Linked DNA regions of Gossypium hirsutum: regions 2 and 3 are each linked to region 1. Evidence: chromatin contacts called from public Hi-C data. All regions are on one chromosome and are shown on one strand. Each heading gives the region's core, a stretch centred on a gene start, on an enhancer-like site or on the middle of the called end of the contact. The rest is flanking DNA. Distances are from core to core; before and after follow the strand shown. Region 1 holds the start of LOC107903715 (tRNA-dihydrouridine(47) synthase [NAD(P)(+)]-like). Region 2 holds the start of LOC107893790 (30S ribosomal protein S31, mitochondrial). Region 3 holds the start of LOC107893794 (arginine decarboxylase).

Evidence for each region. A called contact is a pair of places that touch in the nucleus more often than the background predicts.
Region 2: a contact with region 1 is called in a Hi-C map of leaf, with 2.4 times the contacts expected there. The contact joins the promoter of LOC107893790 here to the promoter of LOC107903715 in region 1. A contact is called at or near these places in 11 of 34 Hi-C or Micro-C datasets (callus, hypocotyl, leaf and 1 more).
Region 3: a contact with region 1 is called in a Hi-C map of leaf, with 1.7 times the contacts expected there. The contact joins the promoter of LOC107893794 here to the promoter of LOC107903715 in region 1. A contact is called at or near these places in 3 of 34 Hi-C or Micro-C datasets (leaf and seedling).

What each region holds. Positions count from the first base shown.
Region 1 is chrA13:43,539,392-43,543,478 of Gossypium_hirsutum_v2.1, reverse strand. LOC107903715 (tRNA-dihydrouridine(47) synthase [NAD(P)(+)]-like) reads left to right here and starts at 2,356. Exons shown (of 10, transcript XM_041086141.1): 1 at 2,356-2,807; 2 at 2,962-3,078; 3 at 3,164-3,400; 4 at 3,517-3,760; 5 at 3,919-4,087. The coding sequence starts at 2,526. It overlaps LOC107903717 (bZIP transcription factor 29), which reads left to right. Exons shown (of 5, transcript XM_016829861.2): 5 at 1-564. The coding sequence ends at 200.
Region 2 is chrA13:43,931,357-43,935,443 of Gossypium_hirsutum_v2.1, reverse strand. It overlaps LOC107893790 (30S ribosomal protein S31, mitochondrial), which reads right to left and starts at 2,333. Exons shown (of 1, transcript XM_016818885.2): 1 at 1,876-2,333. The coding sequence starts at 2,221. The coding sequence ends at 1,949.
Region 3 is chrA13:43,896,217-43,900,303 of Gossypium_hirsutum_v2.1, reverse strand. It overlaps LOC107893794 (arginine decarboxylase), which reads right to left and starts at 2,415. Exons shown (of 1, transcript XM_016818886.2): 1 at 1-2,415. The coding sequence starts at 1,874.

The DNA of each region.
Region 1 (4,087 bases), core at 1,107-3,606:
CGGAGGTCCAACGATTAAAACTCGCTACTCAACAGCTAGGTGGTGATTCCGACCCTTCAAAAGGCATGGTTTCCGAGCCGCTTTCTGTTAATCAGCAGATGTTCCAGCTTAACATTTCTCATCAGATGCAGAAGCAGTCACCTCCACAGCCCCAACAACAGAATGGGAACACAACTGCAAAAACCGAGTTGAATCAGTAGCTTGGTCTCTGGGAAGCTTTGAAAACCCATGATACCCCCGTTTCTCTTCACCTCGGGTATTCATTAGTTTTCAACGTCCCGACTTCGGAGGATTTCAACCTGCATCAGATATTCTCCATCTTTAGATGATGGGACGAAGTAAAAACATACATCAGCTTGAATAATCATAATATCGGTTATAATCAAATCTTTTTAATTTATTTATTTATGATAGATAAATCATTTTGGAATGTAAGCATTAAGTTGACATACAGGATTTGTTTCATTAACATTACAAGAGTTGATCTTTAACTCTTCTGTTATATTCTTTTTTTTATTTAATTCTCTTCTCATTTCAGTAAAAGAGTTTGGGCATTTCATTTGAGCGACTCTGGTTTTTTTCTTTTGCAGTTTGTTCTATCAATTGATTTTCGATGTACTTTGGGTATTTGCACAAGTTGAGTTTTATTGCACCAAAATGTAGCAAAACCAAACTTGTGAACTGAGAGAGAAAGAAAGCTAGTGTTTTCATCCCATGTATGTGTTTAATCATTCACTAAGCAGGCAGTGTGATAAGATTGGGACTTGGAAGCAATTAATCTGAAATCTTTCTTTTTAAAATATCAGATCAGCAAAAACTTTTATCACAGAAGAGCTTTCTTTGGCATATTCAGAGCATAGTTTCTTGTTCATTTGTAAAAAGTTTGAAACTTACAGAACATTTGGTTGGCTGGCATGAATAGCGAACCCATTCTGGGTTTATTCCAAGGGGAATAATTATTCCATAATTTGGTTTAATAAATTCCTTATTCAGCCGATTTAGAATTTATATCTCATTACCGACAATAACGAATTACTATTCTTCATTCTTACTAAAGAATGGCTGTTCCGCACAACAGCGAATAGCATTTATATATATTTAAAATTTTACCCTCATCATTTCAAGTTAAACCAAGACAACTTTTGTTAAATTTGATTTGGTTTTTTCAATATCATTCTCACTACAGAGGCAATAAAACAACTTTTTCGGTTTTTTCTATTTAAGATTAGCACTAAGGATTTTAAGCCTTTAAATTTTAGGAGTTCACAACAATTAAGAAAACCAAAATGAAGACTTGGAGCGATGGAAGACCACAAAAAATGCAACGGAAGCTGAAGATTATTTTTGTAATCAAAGTTTATTGTTATTTTGTTTTTTGAAAAATCCAGTAGAAAATAAAAAAAGAAGTTACAAGAAATCTGTGATGAAATTCCATAAAGCCTTGACGATGGTTGATAGTGACAATGAGATCAGTTGCCACGATGATGAGTTAAGAATGGAAACATTCTGAACAAATCAAAGTTGGTCAATTAAATTAAATTAAAAAAAAAACCAGGTAGAACTCCAAAAAAAGAAGAAAGAGATAAAAGTAATATTAAAATAAAAATTTTATACTTTTATAAGTAGGATTTTAATAATATTTCTAAATTTTTAAATATGATTTTTAGATTTATTTTTGAAAATTAAATAAATTATTGGTAAATAATGTTATTATTATTTAATGTAAAAGGTGAAATTATTCATTTTCAAATAGTATGTTTTGACATAATATTTATAAATTTATTAAGAAATGAATAATATATTATACTATTAAGTATATTTATAATATATATTACTAAATTGTAATATTTAAATTTTCTACATATATTATTTTTATGAATTATATCAATTTTAATAATAATAGAATAATAAAAATATTATTATTTAATTTAAGGATCATAATATCGTTGAACACTTATTACTTTTCTCTTTCTTACTATCAATCTAGCCAGCTTAATACTATTACTTGTTTATTCTATTCAATCAACTAAACAATATAATATCTATTATTTTTATATTCTATTTCTACACATAATTAATACATTCCTAATTTATTCTATTTTATTAAACCAAACATGGCGATTGGATGGTAGAGTGGCTTAAGAGGTTAGACTCAAGTTCATGGTATGGCTTTAAATCTTTCTAATAATATTATCCTTTCCCTTTTAGATGAAACGACGCCGTTTGCTTTTTACTCTCCACCAAAACACGGCCTCGTTTTCGTCCTCACTCTCCTCATGAAAACGGCATCGTTTGCTTCTCAGGATAACAACGACATCGTTTTGTTTCTCACCGTCCGCGTAGTAAAGGCGCGGCACTTTTGCCCTGTGAATATGTGGTTACCCACGTTATGTACACTTACAACAACAATCCCACTGAACATAAACCCTAATCAGGAGCCACTCCTCGTTACTGGAAACAGAGCTTTAATCACTGCAGGAGATTGACAGGGAACTGAGTGCCCTCACCCAGCGAACTCGCCATCGATGGATGACTGTCCGAAAGATATCTGTGCGGTTACAGACTCTTCGACGGAAGGGGTCCCGGCTTCACAGCCGCCTTTGGACCCGAATGGAACTACTCAACGTTCACCGGAAGAGTTAGTAGCTCGAGCCATTGCACCTGTAAAGCGAGAGTTTCTTCGACCTCCACCATCCTCTAGAACCACCCAAAACAACCCCGCCTCTGACACCAACGTCAAGCAACCTCAGGCAAACGTTGTCCAGGAAAAGAAATCGAAGCGGCAACTCAAACGAGAGCGTCGTCAGGTCCCAATTTTCTTAACCTGATCTGTTTCCCTTTACAAAAGCAATTGTTATTTGCCGGCAGGGAAAAAAATCTTTTTTTTTTGTTGTTGTTGTTGTTGTAGTAGTGGAATGTAAATTGAAAAGTGATCGTTGAAGATTTGTTTTTCTCCTTCAGGAGCAAAATTCTCCTTTGAATCTATGTCCTGAGATAGCAAAGACGGGAGATGTCAATGCATGTTCTTATAAAGATAAATGTCGTTTCAGCCATGACATTGAAGCCTTTATGGCTCAGGTATTTGAATACCCATTTCCTGACTTTATAATTTGATCAAATCTTGCTAATTGGGTTTTTTTAATAGTTTTTTTTTTGTATGTAGAAACCGGCTGATCTAGAGGGTGACTGCCCATTTATAAAAGCTGATGCACCCTGCCCTTATGGTTTAGCCTGTAGATTTGCAGGCACGCATAAGGATAATGCTCCCATTGCTACTTCTAATTTATTGAAGAAAAGCTCTGAAGTCAATGGACTAAGCAAAGATGTTCAGAAGCTTTTGTGGAAAAACAAAATGCGCTTTACTAAAGCGGATGCTGTAGTTAAATCTCTTGGACTGGCGGTACAATGAAATAATTCTTTTATTGGTCCTTATTTCTTGCATTTCTGTTCATTCCATCTTGTTTTATAATCATTATGGTTTATTGTTAGTAACTTGTTATCAACGCGATAATTCAGGGGCCCAACTGGAAAGTAAAGAAGCTGGTAGATAAGGAGGAAGACGAAGTTGGTTTAGATGGTTCTCATGCTGCTGATGAGACCAATTGCAAAAAGGTGCTTGATGATTCAGTTGACTGTTCTGAGTGTCCTTCAACATTTCCAGCAGCAGTTAATGCTGAGGAGGCATGTGAAACTGATGAGTTGAGACCCTTGAAGAAGGCCAAGTTACTGGTTGATGAAAAGTGCTCTGATGAAGGGGAAGGTGATAGACTTCTTGTGGATTTTTTATTCTTTACTAATTTTTGAACTGATTAATCTAGTCTGTAACTCAGTTGTGTAAATTGACAGATGCAACTGTTTTGGAGAATGATAATGAAAAAAATTCTGCTGAAACTGAACTGGCAGATAATGTACTTGCAGAACCTGATAGGAGCCCCAAGATATGTAATTTGAAAGATGCGACTGTTCTTGAGAAGTATAATGAAAAAAAATCTGCTGAAACTGAACTGGCTGATGATGTACATGCAGAACCTGATAAGAGCCTCAAGATACACCCTCGTGAAAAGATGCTTATTGATTTTAGAGAGAA
Region 2 (4,087 bases), core at 1,084-3,583, 390 kb before region 1:
GATCATGAATCCTTTCTTGTGAAAACTATTTTTGTCAAAATTTTACATGCATCTTTTTGTCTACTTGGCTGCTGCATTTAGACCTGGCAATTCATTTTGTGTTTGTATTGTTACTTTCAAATTGTGTTTAATTTTTTATTACATTAATAATTTTTGTTAAATGGATTTTGACAGGTCGTGTATTTGCATGTTTTTCGGGTTAATTTTATCGTAGAAATTGCAAGGAAACCTAATTATGATGGTGGCAGCATGCAAGACCTTCGCTTTCTTGGCATTGGCTTTTAAACGAATTATTCATACAAGTATTATTACTTATTAGCTCATATGTGGTAAAACGCCCTTATGCTCCATGAAACAAACAAAACACGATAGCATAAATTTGCAATTTGGCACCAACAGATGTTGGGTGTGGATATTTTCTTCAAGTAAGATTTCAGGTTCAAATTTTATGGATTGAAAAAAAAAACAGCGTTGCCGTTCAGGGTTCAATGGATTTAGTTGAAATCTAATATTGTGGGTCACAAAAGTAAAAAACATACAAAATTCTCAGCTAATGATGTATAGTGATGGTGCAAAACAATATCAATATAAAACATTTCACCACCTTCGTACTCGTTTCATCGTCGCCATGTAAAATCATATTATATGCAATAAAATTGACCCGATTGAGACATAGATTGGTAATTCCTAGAATGCTTACAAGTAAAAAAAATAGTGTCCATTACAGAGTTTTACGGCAAAGCTCCTCTGTTTTATTAGTTTTATTTGCCCAGAGTGAGAGAGTGATGCTGGACGAGAATGAAGAAGATGCATTGTAATCTGTTTTAGGTAAGAACATTTTGGGGTTAAGCTCTCTCAAGTCGGGACTCATTAACTGTTATCACAATGTCAGTGATCTGGTTGACAATGGTCAGGGGAGAGCAGGCACTATAATCTTAATGACTTCAAATAGGGTCACCACCAATTTATTTGTATTTCGAATCTTGGAACCCTTCACCATAGAAAAGATTGAAGACATGAAACTGGGTTTCATCATGCGCTAATGCAGGTTTTGAAGTGTTTTTTACTTGACATTCTACAGAGATTAAAGGAGAATTGAGTCACTTGAACCTTGAGCTCTGAGGCAGATGCTTTGTTCCTTAGCTCACATGTAACTTTGGGAAACACAGGCAACAAAGTAATGCAGGGGTTTGCAAATGTTGATTTTTAGCAAAAGGTAAATGATCTCTCCTCTCTTATTCTAAATCAGATTAACTATGAAACAATTTTTTTTTTTAAAAAAAACCTATATCCAGTATAGCTATTATGAAATATGACATACCTTCCAAAAATTTGGATCCGAGATATATCTTCAAAGGTTCATTATTTGACTGTTTAGGGTCTGCACTAGAATTTCAGTACTCTGGGCAGCAACCTCATTTGATGGGTGATCTATCTATGAGGCCTATGGAAACCGGAATTGCCTCTCCTAACCTAAACGTTTTCTGAGGCCATGCTTTATGTTGCAGCAGATGAAAACCAAGCCCTTGAATTAAACCAGGGACATGCATTCAAGTAAACATCCGTAAAACTGGTTCTTCCTAAAACCATAAATCATTTACCATGAAGAACCATCATCTCACTCCTAAATTCCCAATTTTCAACTCATGAATGGTATCTTACTCAAGACCACTCTAACTCCTAATTCAGCTTATCTGAAAAAGACTCACAGTTTCCTAGGGGCTCTGCTTCCTCAACTATTAATAATTGCTGCATATAATAATTAGGGTTTTCTCTGGCTCTTATGCAACAACCATTCAAAACACTTAAAATTGTTTCTAGAACTTAAACCAACAAATATAAAAGCAAAGCTACTAATAACAAAAACCCTGAAAATTGTACAAAAGTTTTTGCTTTATTATTACAGCTATTACAAAAGAGAAAAAAAAGCATAGTTTTTGAAAAATAATCAGATGAGCTTGAAGGGGAGAGGCCAAGGGGTAGACCTGGGAACTTCGACCTTGTCTTTGATACGTTCTATCTTCTTCTCTTTCTTGGGTCTGGCGTTCCCGTACGATCCTTTGAATCTCTTCCCTTTCTTCGTCTTCTTGTCACCTCTGCCGCAAAGGGTCGGTGCCGGCGGCGACGCCATTACTCCAATCGGCGAAGCCCATGATAGAGCAGGCCACTGCTTCATCACCACTCTCGTTGCTACGGTGCCGCACCACTGAATTATCGCCATTTCCACGGCTATCTATCAGTAACGGAGGCAGACAATAGAAGCCTAGAAATAGAATCATTAGGCTTTATATTTTATTTTGGGCTACTTATTAACCAACCCTCTTTTCTATTTGGACCCATTTTACATTGCTTTCATTTAATCCACTTTTTTGTAACCTCTATTTTACTTTTTTTTAATTTTCAAAAATAAAATAAAATAAAAAACTTTGTTTTAACTAAGTCCTTTTCATAAATATTTTTAAAAAAGAATAATGTCTTTTAAGTAAAATTTGATATTCAAGTACTTATATATATACTATTTTTTTATCTATGTAAAGCACGAAATTTTTGTATTTAATAATTAAAATTTATTAAATTAGTTCATTTAAGTTTTTAATATTTTTAATATTTTAAAAATAAAAATATTAGTATCACATTTAAAAATATTATAACTGATATTAGAATCAATTAAAAATAATAATATTTGATAAATGAAATATCTTTAATTTAAAAATTAAAATTAATCTAAGAAAGTAAAGTTCCCATTTTTAAAACAAAAATATTAATTTTTCTTTTTTTCTTAATGAAAGCTATAAGAAAAAAAAGTTTAACTTTCATTTAGAAAGTTGATAAGGCGCTATTTATAGAGTTATTTTTAGGTAATTAAAATTTAAAGATAATTAGTTAATTGAGTCTTAGTTTAATTAGTATGAGCATTGTTGCTAATGCAATAGAATATGGGTTCGAGTGTGATAAAGCGCATTATTTTCCTATTTATGGGTCGTAGAGGGGCATGGGTAGTTCTAGGTATTGTGTAAAAAAGAACAAATATGATCAAAACTTATAACGAGATTGTTTAAAAAAAATTAAAAGTAATTATGAATTATAATTGTTAGCTCGATTGATCACTAGAATAGAATTGTAATCAGTAATTCAATCGTTTCATTGAATGGAATGGAATTGAGTTGTAATAGTATTCTTGTGTTTGGTTGAATGGAATAAATGTTGTAATAGCATAGGGAAAAAGGCTTAAATGACCAAAGTACTATTAGCAGAATTTTTTTTAGGTAGATAATTATTGTTATTGTTATTAAATTTTAACAGGATTATTATTAAATATAATTTAATAAAAATAATAATAATTTTAATCATATTTTAATATAATTATTATTAAAATATGAATTAATAAAAATCATAACATAATCTCATTAGATTAGACCTAATTATGGGTCGGGCCACTCGAGGCCTGAAGGCCCACCCAAAATGTGGGAGGGTTTGAGCAAAAATATAGGCCCAAAAAATGGGCTTGGATAAAAAATAAGGCCCGTTTAAAAAACGACCGAGACTCGGGTAAGGTATTTTTTGCCTCGGCCCAGCCTGGCCCGAATTCACTAAAAGACAAAAAAATATGCTCTTTTTTTTAATGTTATTTTCTTGTTATTTTCTCCCTATTTTGCTACCATTTTACTGTTATGTTGTTAATATTTTATTGTTATTGTTTAGATATTGTATAAAATTTATTTTATTATTTATTTTGTTATTATTTTAAAAGAATTTGTTAATTTTGTTATTATTTTAGAGGCATTTGCTTGTTAAGTTGTATTTATCTTAGTGTTATTTAAGTCTACATATTTTTTAAAATTAATTTTCAATTTGTTGGGAAATATTTTTTTGATGTTTTTAGTATTTTTTATGTATTATATATATTTAAAAATTATATAAAAAATTAATACGGGTGGCTGGACTAGGCCCGAATTTTAGCATTTTTATCCGGGTCGAGCTTGGGCAAAATTTTAGCCTCATTTTTTAGGTCGAGCCGAGCCTGGGCCTAGTAATTGGGCCTAAATTTTTCGTTGTCCTGGCCCAGCCCATGAGCATTGTAACACCC
Region 3 (4,087 bases), core at 1,166-3,665, 360 kb before region 1:
GCCGCCCGTGTAACCGCAAAGCTATATGGACCATCACTCTGCGACACGCTAACAACACTTGGGCCACCAAAGAGGTTGTGAACTCCACCGAGGGATTCCTGGTAAGCCCCACCCAAGAACATCCCTAAATAGTACCGCCCATTAGCACCACCACTGCTACCACCACCATTACCTTCCAACCCATGTAAAGGCAAGCTTGTTTCACCTCCTATGAACTTATCAATCTTCCCATCACTGTCACAGGTTAAATCAGACAAAATCCCCCTCACTTCAGGCCTTTCATCCAATCGATGAATGGGGACTATGGGAAAAATCTGACCAATACTCCAAAAATCAGGGATCGAAGTGAAAATCGAAAGATTGACATGGTATGTCCTAGCAGGTTCAGATGCATCAACCACTTTAGAAACTAAGTCGCATAAGCCATCAACAGCGGCAAGCTGTTCAATCCCCAAAGTCCCTTCTTTGAACTGTTCCACACATCTTTGCTTCAACTGATCAGCATAAACGAAACAGGACTCCGTCTCATGTCTCATTGCTGCCTGGCTCAAGTTCCAACAATCGACACGAGCATCCTCCGAGAGACCCTCCAAAATAAATGGAAGGTCAACTTGGTTCATTGCTGGGGTAGTAGGAGCAGTAGCAGACATGGCCTCAAATATCAAAATAGAATGATGGGAAACAATAGCTCTACCACTTTCACTACAGATAATTGGATGCTTGATAGATTTACGGTCACAGACAAACCGAACAGCATTAACAACAGCTGAAGCATATTCCTGAAGGCCATAAGAAACAGAGAGATCAGAATTACCGGATTTTGACCCGTCGTAATCGATTCCAAGGCCGCCTCCAATGTCAATAACTTTCATGTCAGCACCAAGACGGACTAATTCGGAATAGATTTGAGCAGCTTCGACGACACCAGCTTGAAGCAAAGCTGTTGAAGGGATTTGGGATCCAATATGGAAGTGTAACAATTGCAGACAATCAAGCATCCCCGAATCCTGAAGCCTTTTAACAACCCTTAAAATCTGGATCGTTGTCAACCCGAACTTACCTTTCTCACCCGAGGTGGATCCGAAATGACCCGAGTGTTTGGTTCTCAGCTTGGCTCGGACTCCAATCACGGGTCGAACAGAAAGTTTCTTGCTTATTTCAATAACCAAATCCACCTCCTCCTCTTCTTCAAGAACAATTACAGTGTTCAACGCGAGCTTCCTTGCTAGCAAGGCAAGGAAAATGTACTCAGCATCTTTGAAACCATTGCAGACCAATAACGCCTCTGGGTTTCCCTTGCAAAGGCAGCTCATGGCAAGGAGAAGTTCGGGTTTTGACCCGGCCTCAAGCCCGAAGCGGAAGGGCGCCCCGAATTTAACTATGTCTTCAACAACGAACCTATCTTGGTTACATTTCACGGGATAAACGCCTTGGTAATGAGACTCGTAGCCTTGGGCTTGGATGGCTGATTCAAAAGCCGATTGAAGAGACTCGAGCCGGTTTTTCAGCACATCGGGCACCCGAACAATAAGGGGAAGCTGTAAACCCAGCCCGCCCACAGATTTCGGATCCGAGACTTTCTTAACGATTTTCAGCAAATCGATTTCTTGGTGGGCCAGAGTGTCCGTTCCGTACGGACGAACGGTGATATTGCCGGCGTTATTGACGGAAAAGTAGGGGGCTCCCCATCCGTCGATGCGGTAGAGAGCGGAGGAGTGCGCTGGGGACCAATGGGTTGAGTTGGAATCAGCGGCGTCGGCGGTGGAGGCGGAAAAAGGGACCGCCGAGGGAAGGGAGCTGTCCCCAGCAAAGAAAGCCGCGTAACCAGGAGGCGCTACGGCAGCAGCATCTACGCAGCAAGCCAGGGCCGGCATCCCTACAATGAATCTGAGACTAACTAAACGAAGATTCGAAAAAAAAAGGTTAAGATTTGATAGGTTTCAAAAGGTGGGAGCTTTAAAACCCGCCGAGGCCGAGGCCCCGGCTACTCCCTCAAAAGAAGCAGTAGAGGACTCAATTACAACCGGAGCAGCACTTCCGTTTTACCCTAAACTTCAAAATCCCCACGCCGATCCCTTCAGAAGAATATTTTTAATAGATTTAAAGTTGGATTTTTCCTTTCTATGTAAAGGAACAAAATTTATGCTGCGAAAATGGACTTCACCATGCAGATCTTGAAACACAAAAAAAAAGAAGAAAATAAAAATAAGGAATCAAGAAAGTAAATGAGATTAGCGGAATGAGGAAGAAAAAAGATTTTCCCGGAAAATGAGGGAAAATCAGAGAAAAACAGGGAGGGCTTTGATATTATTATAGAAATAATATTCAAAGAATACGTTAGAAATGGTTGAGTGAGCGAGAATTGCTCGAACAAAGATGCCTCCTTTATATAGGCGGTTTCACGGGCATACTTGGGCAACGGGGTTGGAGTTGGGGTACCCGAACTTATATTTTATCAATTTCTCGCGTTTTTTCAATCTTACTCAAAACGAAAAAAATTGTAAATATTAAAATTTCGGTTTTGGGGGTTTTTTTGGGCCGTTGATACAGAGATTCGTTTTGCTAACGGTTGATCTGCGTCGGGTTGCCGCGTGGCCTGAGCAATTCTGGGTCCATATTTCATTTATAGAAGAAAAATAAAGCCAAATGGAACGATGAGGATGAATTTTATCGTAAAAACAAAAAAATTTCGTACAAAGCTTGTCATTGTTTGGATTCCTATTAAACTTAGTTTAATTTAATTGAAATAAAATTTAAAATAAGTAATATTGTTAGAGTTAAATTAAAAAATATTACATTAACATTATGTTATTATATAATTAATTCTATTTTAGAGTATATAAATTTCAAATTATATATATTTAAAAACTCTTTCAAAATTAAATAAGAGAAAAATAATACTCTAGTATGACTTAGATCATTAATTTACTTATTTACATCCCCTACATTATTGTTATTTTTGTTATATATTTTTTAGAATTTTATTTTATAATTTTTTATATTCTTAAAAAATATAGAAATTTTAAATTTTTATAAAGATTTAAATTTTAAAAAAAATTGAATTTTTTTTGTTTTGAAAGATCAATATGCTCATTTTCAAAAGTATGAATCAAAATAATATTAAGTTATTCGAATTATAAAGTTCAACAAGAGTCAAACTCAAAACTCAAATCACTTATTTGAATTAACTCAAAAAAATTAAATAATTTAATTTAATTAATTTAAATTTTAAAAAAATTAAATTTGACCATTATGTAATAGTGATTGGGTAGGTTTTTTCTTTTACGGTTTTTAGCGAATAAATTGTAATTTAAAAAAATAAAATCGGATCTTTTAATGGAGATATTCACGTGGATGTCACGTGGAACGCATTAATGGATAGTTTCAAGTTCCTGAAACTACTTGTTTCCTAGTTTTTTTTCATAAACAAGCTGTTGGAACTACATTTATATTTATTGGTAAAAGTTATGTTAATTGAATTATGTATTATAATTATCCATACTAAATCATCACAAATCTATAATATAGGTGAAAGGTCTACATGTAAAAAATTATAAAAAATTAGATTCAAAATTATTTTTAATCTTTTTCGATGTTTGTTTCATGTCAACGTAAAATTATCCTTTTATTCCCGCAAAATATTTTAATAATTTTTTTATAAGGTTATGTTTACCAAAATATCTTTGAACATTTTCCAATTGCAGTTAGTTACAAATTAACATAAAATATATAGCACTATCAATAACCAATCAATTCACATTTGATTGTCAATTTACATAAATTTTTAATTTATTCAATTTAATCCTTAAAATCAGGACTAATATAACTTTCAATTTGAAGTTTCAAATTGAATTCCGATTTCACTATTATACATTAGGGACCTCCTATTTCTTATTTTTGCATTCAATTTTACATTTTATTCAGTTAAGTCCCTAATATATGAAACTATCAATTAAGCTTCACAATCTAATCATTTCTCATATATAAGCTTAAAAGCTATCAATTTAGCACCTAAAACTTCAAGAAATCAACAATGTTAGACAATTTTACAAATTGGTATATGGGCTAGCTAAATCAAGCTCCTATG